Regions from separate parts of the Mus musculus genome. Here all the other regions are linked to region 3. A link is a contact called in public HiChIP or PLAC-seq and promoter capture Hi-C data. All regions are on one chromosome and are shown on one strand. The core of a region is the stretch at or near the end of the contact, and the rest is flanking DNA. Distances in the headings are between cores, read along the strand shown. Region 1 holds the start of Eps8l3 (EPS8-like 3). Region 2 holds the start of Tafa3 (TAFA chemokine like family member 3). Region 3 holds the start of 2010016I18Rik (RIKEN cDNA 2010016I18 gene). Region 4 has its middle 6.3 kb from the start of Cttnbp2nl.

What was found. Promoter capture Hi-C pulls out the DNA fragments that hold promoters and counts their contacts. HiChIP or PLAC-seq counts read pairs in DNA pulled down with a chosen protein or histone mark.
Region 1: a contact with region 3 is called in a FOXA1 HiChIP or PLAC-seq map of pancreatic cancer cells. The contact joins the promoter of Eps8l3 here to the promoter of 2010016I18Rik in region 3. A contact is called at or near these places in 1 of 39 promoter capture datasets (erythroid cells) and 1 of 115 datasets of contacts at active chromatin or transcription factors (pancreatic cancer cells).
Region 2: a contact with region 3 is called in a promoter capture Hi-C map of pre-B cells, with 4 times the contacts expected there. The contact joins the promoter of Tafa3 here to the promoter of 2010016I18Rik in region 3. A contact is called at or near these places in 1 of 39 promoter capture datasets (pre-B cells) and 1 of 115 datasets of contacts at active chromatin or transcription factors (pancreatic cancer cells).
Region 4: a FOXA1 HiChIP or PLAC-seq map of pancreatic cancer cells shows a contact between it and region 3. The contact joins the enhancer-like site here to the promoter of 2010016I18Rik in region 3. A contact is called at or near these places in 2 of 39 promoter capture datasets (the HPC-7 cell line and pre-B cells), 2 of 115 datasets of contacts at active chromatin or transcription factors (bone marrow-derived dendritic cells and pancreatic cancer cells) and 1 of 9 other capture datasets (liver).

Annotation. Positions count from the first base shown.
Region 1 is chr3:107,875,864-107,878,594 of GRCm38.p6, forward strand. It overlaps Eps8l3 (EPS8-like 3), which reads left to right and starts at 1,367. Exons shown (of 19, transcript NM_133867.2): 1 at 1,367-1,503.
Region 2 is chr3:104,776,083-104,779,148 of GRCm38.p6, forward strand. It overlaps Tafa3 (TAFA chemokine like family member 3), which reads right to left and starts at 1,465. Exons shown (of 7, transcript NM_183224.3): 1 at 1,095-1,465; 2 at 1-14.
Region 3 is chr3:106,484,542-106,487,492 of GRCm38.p6, forward strand. It overlaps 2010016I18Rik (RIKEN cDNA 2010016I18 gene), which reads right to left and starts at 1,372. Exons shown (of 2, transcript NR_033207.1): 1 at 1,263-1,372. Dennd2d (DENN/MADD domain containing 2D) reads left to right here and starts at 1,499. Exons shown (of 12, transcript NM_028110.2): 1 at 1,499-1,779; 2 at 2,332-2,507. The coding sequence starts at 1,692.
Region 4 is chr3:105,057,720-105,060,777 of GRCm38.p6, forward strand. No RefSeq gene overlaps it. Among named protein-coding and RNA genes, the nearest start is that of Cttnbp2nl, 6.3 kb to the left of the region's middle. Within about 2 kb of position 1,337, at least 117 of the 459 cell types and tissues checked have an H3K27ac peak or open chromatin away from gene starts, as enhancers often do. A contact at or near this core is called in bone marrow-derived dendritic cells and pancreatic cancer cells, where this site is marked.

The DNA of each region.
Region 1 (2,731 bases), core at 117-2,616, 1.4 Mb after region 3:
ACCCTGTTTCCAGGTATCCTACAGGAATCCCTGCTGTGCTTACATTGACTTGAAAGACCCTTAGGAAGGACAGGGCCTGGTCTGAGCTGGGAAGAATGAAGTCCTGGTTAGTCACCCAAACCCAGCCTGAGAATGGAATATGATTGGCCTTTAAGAATAAATAAACAAATTAAGGCTATTCAAACCTGAAAGTGGTACAAACCAACAGAAGGCCCAGGGAGGTCTAGGGGGCTAGTTCACACAGGATGGTGGCGAGATGCTGACCAAACAGGCAGTTTGACCTCTAGGCCCCAGAAATTGGCTGCCCAAAGGACCTTCCTGGGGGCTCACAGCAATTCAGTTGGGAGAAGTCCCTCCTAGGTCCAAGCCCTGGACTCTAGGCCATGAGGACAATACTGGATGACTGGGGGAAGCAGGACATCATCTCTCACTTGGTCCTGAGGAAGCCAAGGACACATTCCTGACTGCAGGCTATAGTTATATGATCTGTGGGAGTCTTCTCCACAGATCCTAACCCCAGCAGGGCCTGCGACTCTGTCCCAAGAGGCTTAGCTCCCACATGAGCATCCCTGCCCCTCTCTGCTTCCTTCTACTTCTGCCTTAATTCCTTTGCTGTCTATGTCTGAGCTCCTACATCCAGCTGGGAGTTTCCAGGAGGTAAAAAGTCTGGCCTGCTCCAGGTACCACAGGAGGTTTTTAAACAAAGCAACTTGCAGGAACTAGCAGGTTCTTGAATAGCAAAGGGAGGCCTTAGTTTGAAGGCATCTATTAGGGCCTGGGGGGCATGGGGCAAGGTGAAGAAGAAAGAGTAAAGAACAAGTGTGACCAGAGGGGAGAAGGGACAGGTGGATGTGGCCAGGATGAAATAGCCCTCTTTGTCATACCCAAGTGACCCTGAGCCTACCCCAACTTCTCTGGCAGGCCATGTCCTATTCATGGGCAAGACTTGGGCACACACAATCCCACACTCATGGATGCAGGACAGAAGCATAAAACACACATTCCAACCCAAAGCTTTTCTTGAGCCTATGGTCCATCAGTGGCCTGTCCCTAACTCAGAAACTAGGCTTAGGAGACCACATGTGCCTTCTCTTGTTTGTGGCCCCAGTACCTAATGCTAACCCAGGGGCCTCCCGAGGAGATATGTAAAAGGTAGGGAGATGAGGGGCCACACCTGAGGTCAGAGGCCAACAAGGAAGAAGCTGGAGAGCAGGGGTCTCGGGTAAAGCTCTGGCACCTGTCAGCACAGACACTTCCTCAGGTCCACTACCGTGCTGTGCGGTTGGTGGCCTGAAAGGCCTCTCCACCCTCTAGAGTCCAAAGACCACAGGTGTGGCTTCCTCAAAGCCTGCTTCCTGGCTCTCAGGCCACCTGATCACCAGTAGGTCTCTGCCTGAGGCGCTGGCAGAGAAGCCAAACAGAGCTCCCTCCAACATTAGTGGACCACTGGCTCAAGCATCAGACTCCTTGGGGGACCAAACACCAGGCGGCACTGGCAACCAGGTAAGAGCCTATTTCCAGTGAATAGCAAGGATTGGTGATCCTGGGGCCAACATGGACATCTCGGTGGCTTCCTAGAGTTGGGGCATCTTGCAGTGTCTTCTTAGATTCACGAGCAAGGATTAGCCTCAGGAACTTAGTACCTGCTGGAGACCAGAAAAGGCAAGGAGCTCTAGAAGGCTTTTCCCCTAGGTCAGCCTTGTAAATACCCCTTCCTTGCTCTATACACCTACACAAGGGAGAGCAAAGGCCAATGCCTGGCACTAAAAGGGCCCAGGCAGGTCAAACAGCACCCCCAGCCCTGGGGTGTAGTATCTTTAGTAGTAGCTGTTGAATTATCTCTACCAGCCCACAGGAACACCTGGTGATTTACAGGGACCATTCTGATGTGAAAGACTAGGGCAGGGCTGATCAGAAAAGGGCTCTTTTTTTCCTTCCATTTAGAAGCAGGAATTGAACGCCACTGCCTAGGGAGGCGAGGAAAGGCAGAGGGGAGAGTCAGGCTTCCAACACTCTTTGCTCTTATCTAGGATCGGGGTTTTCCCCACAGGGAACAGAGATTAGCCGCCTCCTCTGTGTTCCCATGATGCTCACTTGGAGAATAATTTTTCCATCTGTGAGTCATCTTATCCACTCTCTGTTATTTTCATAACAGTCCCAATAAATGGGTGTGAGTGCTTCCTTACACTTTGGTCGGGATATTCCAGGGTTACAAAGAACCCTAGTGCGCCAAACAGATCGATGCATGAAGGCACTCAAAACCATGGCCACGGATAACACATTCTCTTGACACATACACACACCCAGCACACACAAATGCTGGACGTTTAACTCCACTCCATTTCAAAAGATGTGTGTTCTAGCCTTCCCCTGCCCCCATGACCCACCACCTAGTGACAGGGACACATTTGTAAGCCACAGAGTTCTGGTTCACTTCCCTATTAAACAGTCAGAGTGACTCTAGGCCTGTTGTCCTCTCGGATAACAGTTTCAGCTCTGGGGTTGTTTTGAGTACTAGCTGGGTCACTGAGGCAAACCCCTTAAAGCTGTGCTCACCAATTGGTGCTGGAGAAGTACCAGTGGATGGATGGAGGTGAAGACTTAAGAGGTAGGGTCAGGAGAGGCTTGGCAGTGGGCTCGGAGTTCTGTCAGGGCTGCGGTGACCACTACTGTTGTCAGAGAGGATTGAGCAATGCTGAAAATACTCTGAGCAGGTGGTGGTTAAAGACAG
Region 2 (3,066 bases), core at 215-2,714, 1.7 Mb before region 3:
GGGCTAAGAGGAAGCTTGGAAGAGAGTAAGAGAAAGGGAGGATGAGGAACTCCAGCTTAGGCTGTCCCAAGGCAAAGGCAGCCATTTCTGCTCTGGGAATCTGCCCTTGCTCCCCTACCCTCCTCCCTCAGACTACAGAGCAGTGGGGGCAGTGACCCTGAGACGAGTGAATAGGCTTTCTTTTTCCTAGGAGTGAAGCAGGGGTGGGAGGGTCTAAGAATCGGTGCTGTCATCTTTCTGGTCTTGGGATAGAGCTAAGGTCAGAAAAGGGGGTGGAGTCTGCCAGCTTTGTCCCAGAAGAGACCGCTGGGGAAGAAGCCCCAGGTCTCCCAGTTCTGTGTCTCCCTCCACCTCTAACCAACCCATCCTGAGCCTTGCTTCCTGGACTCTTCTGAAACTGGCTGAATTCTGCTGCTGTGTCTCAGCCCCACCTCAGAGGGCTAGCCTTGCACGGCAACAGGTCTCTGCTTCCGTGCACAGCCCACAAGAGCTTCTCCACTCTCTGCCAAAGGCCTTTCCTCATTCAGTCCCCAGTGAGAAGTCAAACTGAAGCACATTGCTGGTGATCTGAGGGAGGGCCTATCGAGGGGAATGCAGGTGGGGGTGGAAGGTGTGTGGGGCCAGTCCCCTGGGCATGGGTGTGTCCCCACACTTCTAGATGAACCTCCTTTCTCATAAGTCTTCTTTCTCAGGCTATGCCAGGAACCCTCATTTTGACCATTGCAAATGCCATTCGTTCTTTTCTTGGGGACATCCTATTTCTGGTTGAGTTCTAACCGTGTCTGATCCAACACACACATTTCTCCTAGGTATTCCAGTGCTCAGAGAACCTGGAGAAGATGGGAGACTTGGGCTCTCTGGCGTTCTATTCATTCCCTCCTGGAAAGGTACAGGAGAAGGGAGTTTCTGGGATTTGTTCGTCAGCATCCATAGTCTGCCTCAGTTTCCTTGAGCTGTTTCCCCAATCCTTAATTCAGGCTAAGATGGGGCTGGGAGAGCAGCCTCCATAGCAACAAGAGGTCAACAAGAACCTTAAATCTTGCTTTTGCTTACTTCTGTTCCCTCTAGCATTTATTCTTACTCCTGGTACCCACCTGCTTCACAGCAGTGGCCCGGGTTCAACTTTCTGGCCTGAGGTCCTCGCTGCTTCTGAGCTTGGCATCTAGACTCTCCAAATCGGGCTCTTCGAGGGAGTGGCCAGCTTAGGTGTTGTCTGGTTTTGAGCTCTGTCCGCGATAGATCGTCAAAGTTGTTGCGCCCGAGGAGAGCAGGGGCTCTGGCTAAGCTGGAGTCTCCGGCTTAGAGCACCTAGATGCTCTGGTCCAGCACCCACCAGTTCTGCGGGGCTAGGCCGGGTCCTCCCGAGCTTTCGGTCTGCAGGTTGAGGAGCGCGCAGCCGCTAGACTGGGAGTCGTTCTCGCTACTCCAGCCTTTGCGGGCACCGCCGGCTTCTTCGAAACTGTGTGGGGGTGCTCTGCGGGGAACCTGGGCACAGCTGGCCCGCAGCGGCCTCTTGTGGCGCACAGCAAGTCAGGAATAGAAGCCCACCGACTCTCTTTTCAGGGACAGTTCCTTGAGCAAAACACATCAATTATAGCAGGTCACTAAAACTTTCAGGAATGTGGCCCCTAGTCTAGTAGTTCAAGGAGGTAGGTGGTATTTTGGGATGGGGATAGGCGTTGCATCTGGGAGTAGTATTCATTTAGACCAGCAGTAGGCTGTTACTTAAATCCGAGCTCATTAAATCTTACAATTCAGTTCTTCAGACCTCGGACAGGGTTTCACACCTGTAATCCAGAATTTCGGAGACAAGGCAGGGGTTAAGTGTGAGACCCTATCTAAAACAAACAAAAAAAACAAACAAACAAGCATACATACATACAAACAACAATAAAACTCAAACCAAACCGAACAACCTTCTAAACCCAAACAAAGAAAGAAAAGCACAGCAGGGGTAGGGAGATGGGAAGGTAAGATTGCCTGAAAGTTTGAGGAAGTTTGGTCTGTATGGTTTACACAAGGTTCCAGACCTGCTAATGGCTACTTAGCCAGACCACATCTTCAAAGGAAAGAAAGAGAAAAGGAGGTGGTGTGTGTGTGTGTGTGTGTGTGTGTGTGTGTATAAAATCCAGTTCTTTGTTAGTACAATCAAGTGTTATTTAAGGTGCTTCCCAGGCACTAAAAGCAGACCACTGTATTAGAAGATTCTCAAGTTGCATAGTTTTTGGTTTTTTTTTCTTTGTTTTGTTTTGTTTGTTTGTTTGTTTGTTTTACCACAGGGGTTCCCGGCTGCCACCCGGGAAGGATAGTAAATACTTTCAACGGGCTGGAGAGATGGCTCAGCAACCACACGATGGCTCACAACCATCTGTACAGCTGCAGTGTACACATATACATAAAATAAATAAATAAATATTTAAAAAAATATACTTCCAGCACAGAAGTGCTGCCCTCCTGCGTGGGAGGACCAAGGGTAGTACCGGGGTGGAGAACCAGGCTGCAAGGTTTCACCAGGCATGAATGGCCCTGTGGATAATGGGTGTGACTCTCACCTTGGAAACCAAATCTGAGGTTTCTAGTATCTTCATCAGAAAGACAGTCAATAGTCCCAACAACAAAAATACGACAGGTTCATGTTTTGGGCTCATTAAACACTTGAGGGTAGAAGTGTGCTGTGACTCTGCCTCTTCCCAGCAGAGGTGTATGTACCTGTTAGAGTAAGGAAGGTTTGGGAACGTAATAGTGTGGGGGAAACAAAGAAGGACCCTGCTTCTGGATCCTGAGCATACAGCCCGGGACGGGGCGCTCCCTCTCTCTGGATCTCTCTTTCCAGGGTGCTGAGAATTGAATTCAGGTTATCAGGCTTGGCACTTTTGCCTGCTAAGCCATTCCCCCTACCTCTTTAAGACCAAGTCTCATTATGTAGCCTTGGCTAGTCTGGAATTTACTATGTACTCAGGCTAGCCACCAACTTGTGCTCATCCTGTCTCTACCTCTGCCTCCTAAGATTATAGATGTGTGCCACCATGTTTGTTCTGAGAATGCCCTCTTCCCGCCCCACCCCCT
Region 3 (2,951 bases), core at 122-2,621:
GGAAATGGAGTGAAAAGCCAGCCCCAAGGACTGAGGAAAAGACATTTCCTGAGCTTCTGGGATGACCAGGAAGATGACTCTGGCCCCCCAAGCCATTTGCTCGCCACCCATCCCACTCCACCCACTACCTCTTCCTACCGGGAGATGTTTACTGTGTAATACACCAGAAGGCCTGAGCCTGGATTTGGAACTTTTTATGACGTTCACTTTGTACAGATCCTGTTCATTTTCAATTGCCTCCGAGTGACTTAATGCCTCGGTTTTCCTTTCTGTACTAGGCATGCTCTTGCTCCGTAAGGCAACCAGTAAAGATTATGCAACATGTCTATACAGGCTACAAGTAAGACACAAGTACTTTCTGTGGTGTCTTGCTTCCCCGTTCTCAAGATCCCAACTCTCATCATCTGTACTATGATTGCTGCTTCCGCCACAAGTCAATGTTGGGTTTCTGAGTCCTGCATTTTACCAGTGCCACAGTTTCAGTGCTCTTAGGAGTAGGGTGACAGCCTTCCTTCTTACCATAGCAACACACTCCCTCCCAGAGGGCTGCTAATTCTTTGCAGGAGTGGCAGACACAGGCACCAGATCCTTTTACTTCTTCCCTCCCCATTAAGTTACTTCTGGGCAAAGTCTCCTTCCTCTTATCCTGTACATTTCCTTATTCAGGACTTTCTGTTTAATAACCCAGGGTATCAGCGACTACTTTTCTCCTCTTCCTCAATCTCTAGACATAGTACTGGGCCTGCTGTTTAGCTTGTCCTGGCCCAACCAGAGGAAAGGCTGAGCAGGGGTAGGGGAGGGGTGAAGATGCTCTGTACCCCTACAGCTGCTGATGCAACTAGGCTCCTACTCTAAGCTGGGGACGATTTCCCGAGTCATTGCTTCCTTTTAGTAAAGATGGTGAGAGAAAGGATTCTTCCGGAACCCTGGAATAGTGAGAGAGATTTATGCCTTAGATCAGGAAAGATTGCCAGGGAGGAGTGGGTGAAGTAATCACCTTCACAGCTATTCTGTATATCTGGGCCTCTCAGAGGTGGGCCTCTCCTGTTACAAGTTATTAGTACATTTAGAGAATGAGTGGGCAAGTCTACTTATCTGAATCAGGGCAATCTGGCATCTTGGCTGCAAGAAGTGTTCAGTCCTGGGTTCCTGAAGATCCTTGATGTTTTAGATTCGCCAGTTGGCCTGGTGGGACTTTGCAGCTCCCGACGATTGCTTGAAAAGGTGATCGTGAGCAGTGGAGGATGAGGGATGTAAAATACCTGTGCTGTGCCCCACGAGGCACTGGAGTCCATAGTCTGATCTTCACAGGCATCCCTCGCTGCCTGGGTTTGTAAATAAACTCACCACATGGTCTGCAAGCACTGGAATTGAAAGCCCTTGGCCCAGAAGCAGCTGTGCCTTGAGATGTTTGCTCATGACCTTTTCTGTTACCACACCCTGGGGCTCTTGGGAGGAGCCAAGAGCTGAGTTGTAGTGCCAGGATGCTGCTTCTGTCAGTGCCCACACTAAGCTGCCTCGTGGGTCCTTTCACATCCTTCTTGCTCAATTACGGAGTACACAGGATGGAAACTGCTCTCTGCCTTTGGGAGACAGCGTGTGGCTCAGCTCAATAAAGTTGTGATTGGAGACCAAGGCAGAAGGCACTTTCTCAGGCTTTCTGTGGCCAGCCTGAAGGAGAAAGAACATCCATGCCCCCAAAGCTCAGAATGATGGAAGGACAAGGGGTAGGCCGAACCCTCAGGCTGCTCCGAAATCGCTTGCCACGACTTCGAGCAGGTCAGAACTGGATTGCCTACTTCCTTTTTCGGATGATCTTTTTATGGGCTGATTCCTGCTGTAGTGATCCTCTTTTTCCTTTATATGCTCAAACCCACATGGCCCCCATGTGGTCAAGCCAGGAGGATTGCCTTATCAGTTTGCAGAGCTAGTCCCGTCTGTTGCAGAGGTCTTGCTATAATTACCAAAAAATGCCCTATGGGTCTACTCTGATTATTTAGTGCAAATTTACTCAGGGCTCACAAAATACCCAGAACTGTTGCATCAGGCAGACTATACAGTGTCAGGCATCAGGCCTCCAAGAACCTCCACAGCATGGCATGGCTCCTCGGTTCTACATCAGTGTTTTCTTTTCTTCCTGTGTCACTCCACAGTTTCAAGTTTCCCAGGGCAGGTATGGAAATTGCCCCCTTGGCTCTGATCCTGCCTGGTGGTGCCTGGTCAGGCTTGGCACTGTAGCCTTGAGGCATGGTTGTTGCCCAGATTCTCGCTCGCACTACAGAATGGAGGAGTGGAAAGAATACTCAAGAGACCCTTGCATCTCCATTTTAGGACAATCCCAGAACAATCCTGGGGAAGCTGTCACAGAGCCAGAAAGGATCCAGGAGCATTCTCCATCTAGCTTTGCTGGAGGCCAGCACTTCTTTGAATACCTTCTTGTTGTTTCTTTAAAGAAAAAGCGTTTAGGGGATGACTATGAGCCCACGATCACTTACCAGTTTCCCAAGGTAAGGATGGAGGGAGAAGTGGGGCCTGAGGATGGAGGTGGGAGGACGAAGGTGTGTTTAAAAGGTAATAGAGGAGTTCTATGTCTTACCACGCTGCCTGGGCTCTAGCCCTGAGCTCACTGCTCTAGTTTCCTTTGTAGCCCAGCCCTAGTTTTCTGTAATCACCCAGAGAATCTAGGTCTGACTGCTTTGTGAAGGACTGACTGAAACTCTGGAGCAGGGAAACAATGCTCTTGCCCCTGTGGGAAACCTTCAGTTCTTCCAAATTCCACCTCAGTCACCTTTTCCTACAGGAAAACTCAGCTTCTGCTGGAACTACTAAGAAGGGATGGCCTTCCTGGTTGTGTGGTAGAGAATCAAGCAGGCCCCCGACTCAAGCACAGCCTAAGATCAGTCTCCCAAAGTATTAGATCTCTTCTTGCCTGATCATGCACTGGGTGAGGC
Region 4 (3,058 bases), core at 87-2,586, 1.4 Mb before region 3:
TCATGGCAATGCAAGCACACACACAAATACATGAATAAGCATAAATAATTTTTTTTTTAAAGATTTATTTATTTATTTATTATATGTAAGTACACTGTAGCTGTCTTCAGACACTCCAGAAGAGGGCATCAGATCTTGTTATGGATGGTTGTGAGCCACCATGTGGTTGCTGGGATTTGAACTCCGGACCTTTGGAAGAGCAGTCGGGTGCTCTTACCCACTGAGCCATCTCACCAGCCCACATAAATAATTTTTTATGGGACTTGGTGAGATGACTCAGCAGCTAAGAACACCGACTTCTCCAAAAGGCCAGGATTCCATTCCTAGCACCCACATTTCAACTCACAGTATCAGTTCTGGGGTTCCATCTCTACCCTCCTCTGGCTTCCCGGTACTCCAGGCATGCACGAAGTGCACGGACATACACGAAGGTAAAATATTCATAGACATAAAAAAAGTAAAATAAAAAAAAATGTAAAGGTGAGTATGGAATGCTTGGAGCTGAGTAGTTTTCTTGCAGTTGTGTGAGTGGTTTGAATTAATTTTAAAATGGGGGAGGGGGAGGGGAAGGGGGAGAGGAGGGGGAGGGGAGGGATAAAGGTTAGATTCCCAGTGCCACATAAAAACAGAACAAGAACAACAAGAGAAAAGCCAATAGCGCCGTGACTCTCGGTAACTCCAGTTTCAGGAACTGGCACCATTATATATGTACATGCAGGCAAAGCACTAATGCACTAATTAATAGCAACAACAACAACAACAATAAACAAACTGTTAAAGGACAACTGCCCAAAGTGTGGGCGGTTACCTGAACCTCAGTTTCCTTACTTTTAAAATGAGATGATCGCCTCTATCTCCAACCCCAGGCTGTGAATATCAGTAAGATGGTGTACATTAAAGTAGCCCATCAATTTCCACGTGGGATTTTGTAAATCACGTGGAGACCTTTCTGAAGATCTTTCTCCCTGTGAGTTTCTGCTCTCCAACTAAACACCGGAGACTATTGTATTCTAGAGTAGTCTTTTAGCTGTGACCCAGGGCACACTGGCTGATGCTGGGTGAGATAGATGAAGAAGCTGGAGGAACCGTGAAGGGTGCTGTGTCCTACCCACTCTCAAAGACCAGACGCCAGAGGCTCTCTAGTCCGGTGCCAAGCCGAAGGCGAAGGCGAAGGGAAGGTGTTTCATTCCTGCTCCCTGCATTTCCTTCGCATCTTTTGTCCCCACGAAGGCCTTTCTGAGCTACTCTTAATCTTTCTTGCTTGGACCTGAGCGGCCGGGGAAACAGGCGCATTCCTAGATTTTTGGGTGTGGCCCTCACTGCTTTCCTGAGCTTATTGCGCCCTCTAGTGTTGATCGGTGAGCCCTGCAATTGTCTACTTTTCAGGCAGTCTCGTGGTGCGTTGATAGCTTTTCCTTTTATGGGTGTAGGCAGAAAGCCCATCAGGTAGGGGATTCCAAAGACTGGCAGGCAGCTCAAAGAGCCAACTCCAGGAACAGATTGGTTTTTAGCGGAACGTGGCCAGTGTGATTATGACGGAGCCACACGGACTTTCCTTATCCTGGATTGCAGTGAAGGTAGTTCTCAGAGAAGGAAGGAAAAAAACCTATTGAGTATTTACTATGAGACACTGAGCCAGACACTTTGCATATACACCGTGTAATCTTCACATGTATAATTCTCATAACCACCTGACAGGTATATATTACTACTTCTAGCTTTTCAAGAGAAGAAGCAAGTTCAGAGAGGCCAGCCAGCTGGCTCAAGGTAACGTGATACCCACATCGTACCAGTTACTAAGTGTCGACTTCACACCAGGTACAATGCGTTGGTTATCACCACAAGAAAGCTTTAAGGTCCATTTTGCTGATTAGGTAACAGATTTCAATCCTTTAAAAAAAAAATAGTTAAGTAGCTTGCCTGGAGTCATGGAGCAGGGTCTCCCAATCTTTTACTACAGAGCTGGTGGGTGACATAAGTGTGTCCCTAGCCTAGGCCAATGTGACTAGGAAGACTTTTGCATCACTAAAGTCCGTTCTGAGGACCAACTAATTAGGGTCATCTGTTTTCCATGATGGTAGTGAGAAAGTCAGACAGAAGTCTACAGAACCCGAGAAGTCACACAATACTGCTGTCAGGAAAAGCATCCATAGGGCTCTGATTCCCATCTCCCTTGATTTATTCTGTCTGAAACCCACATGTTCCCCCAAGGCTGATGTGCCAGTCAGGGCTGCAGAATACAAACCTCACAGGACCTGAAAGAATTGTTAGAGGGGAAATTCCTGGAAATCGATAAATGACAGGATTCTGAAACCATCCAGTGAGGTTCCCAAGAATCCAAATTATTTTTAACTCACCCTCTCACCCTCCAAACATTCATTCGTCACCGGACTCTTGAGTAATGCTTTGTGTCTCAGAGTGAGTCACATTTTCCTCTCTTCACCGTCGTCTTCAAAATCGTTAAACAACTATTATCATCACACACTCTGAGCGAGGAACTGGTAAACTGTCATTGGTTTCTTTATCCTGTTTTTTTTGACAGAGTTTCACTACAGCCTTGGCTGACCAAGAACTTGCTCTGTAGACCAGGCTAGCCTCAAACTCACAGAGAACAGCCCGCCTCTGTCTCCTGAGTGCTGAGATTAAAGGCTTGCACCGCTCCCGTTTCTTATTTCTAAATGTAATTTTCATACATTTAGATAGGTGGGAGATGGTATTAGTTGACTATGATTTTGTTTTGTTTTTTGAGAAAGAGGCTTTCTACACAGCCTTGACTGTACTGGAACTCATTATGTAGACCAGACCTGCCTCTTCCTCCTGGGTGCTTGGATTAAAGCTGGCTGACTACACACACACACACACACACACACACACACACACACACACACCAATCCCTCCTGCATTTTGTGAGTGTGTAGGAGAAAGGATAACCTCTGGCGACATCCTCTGGTACACTGTTTGCTTCCTTTGGGACTGGTCTTTTGCTGATGTGGAACTAATCGGTTAGGCTAGACTGGCTGGGTGGTGGGTCCCGGGGAGCCTTTGCTCTGTCTCCTCA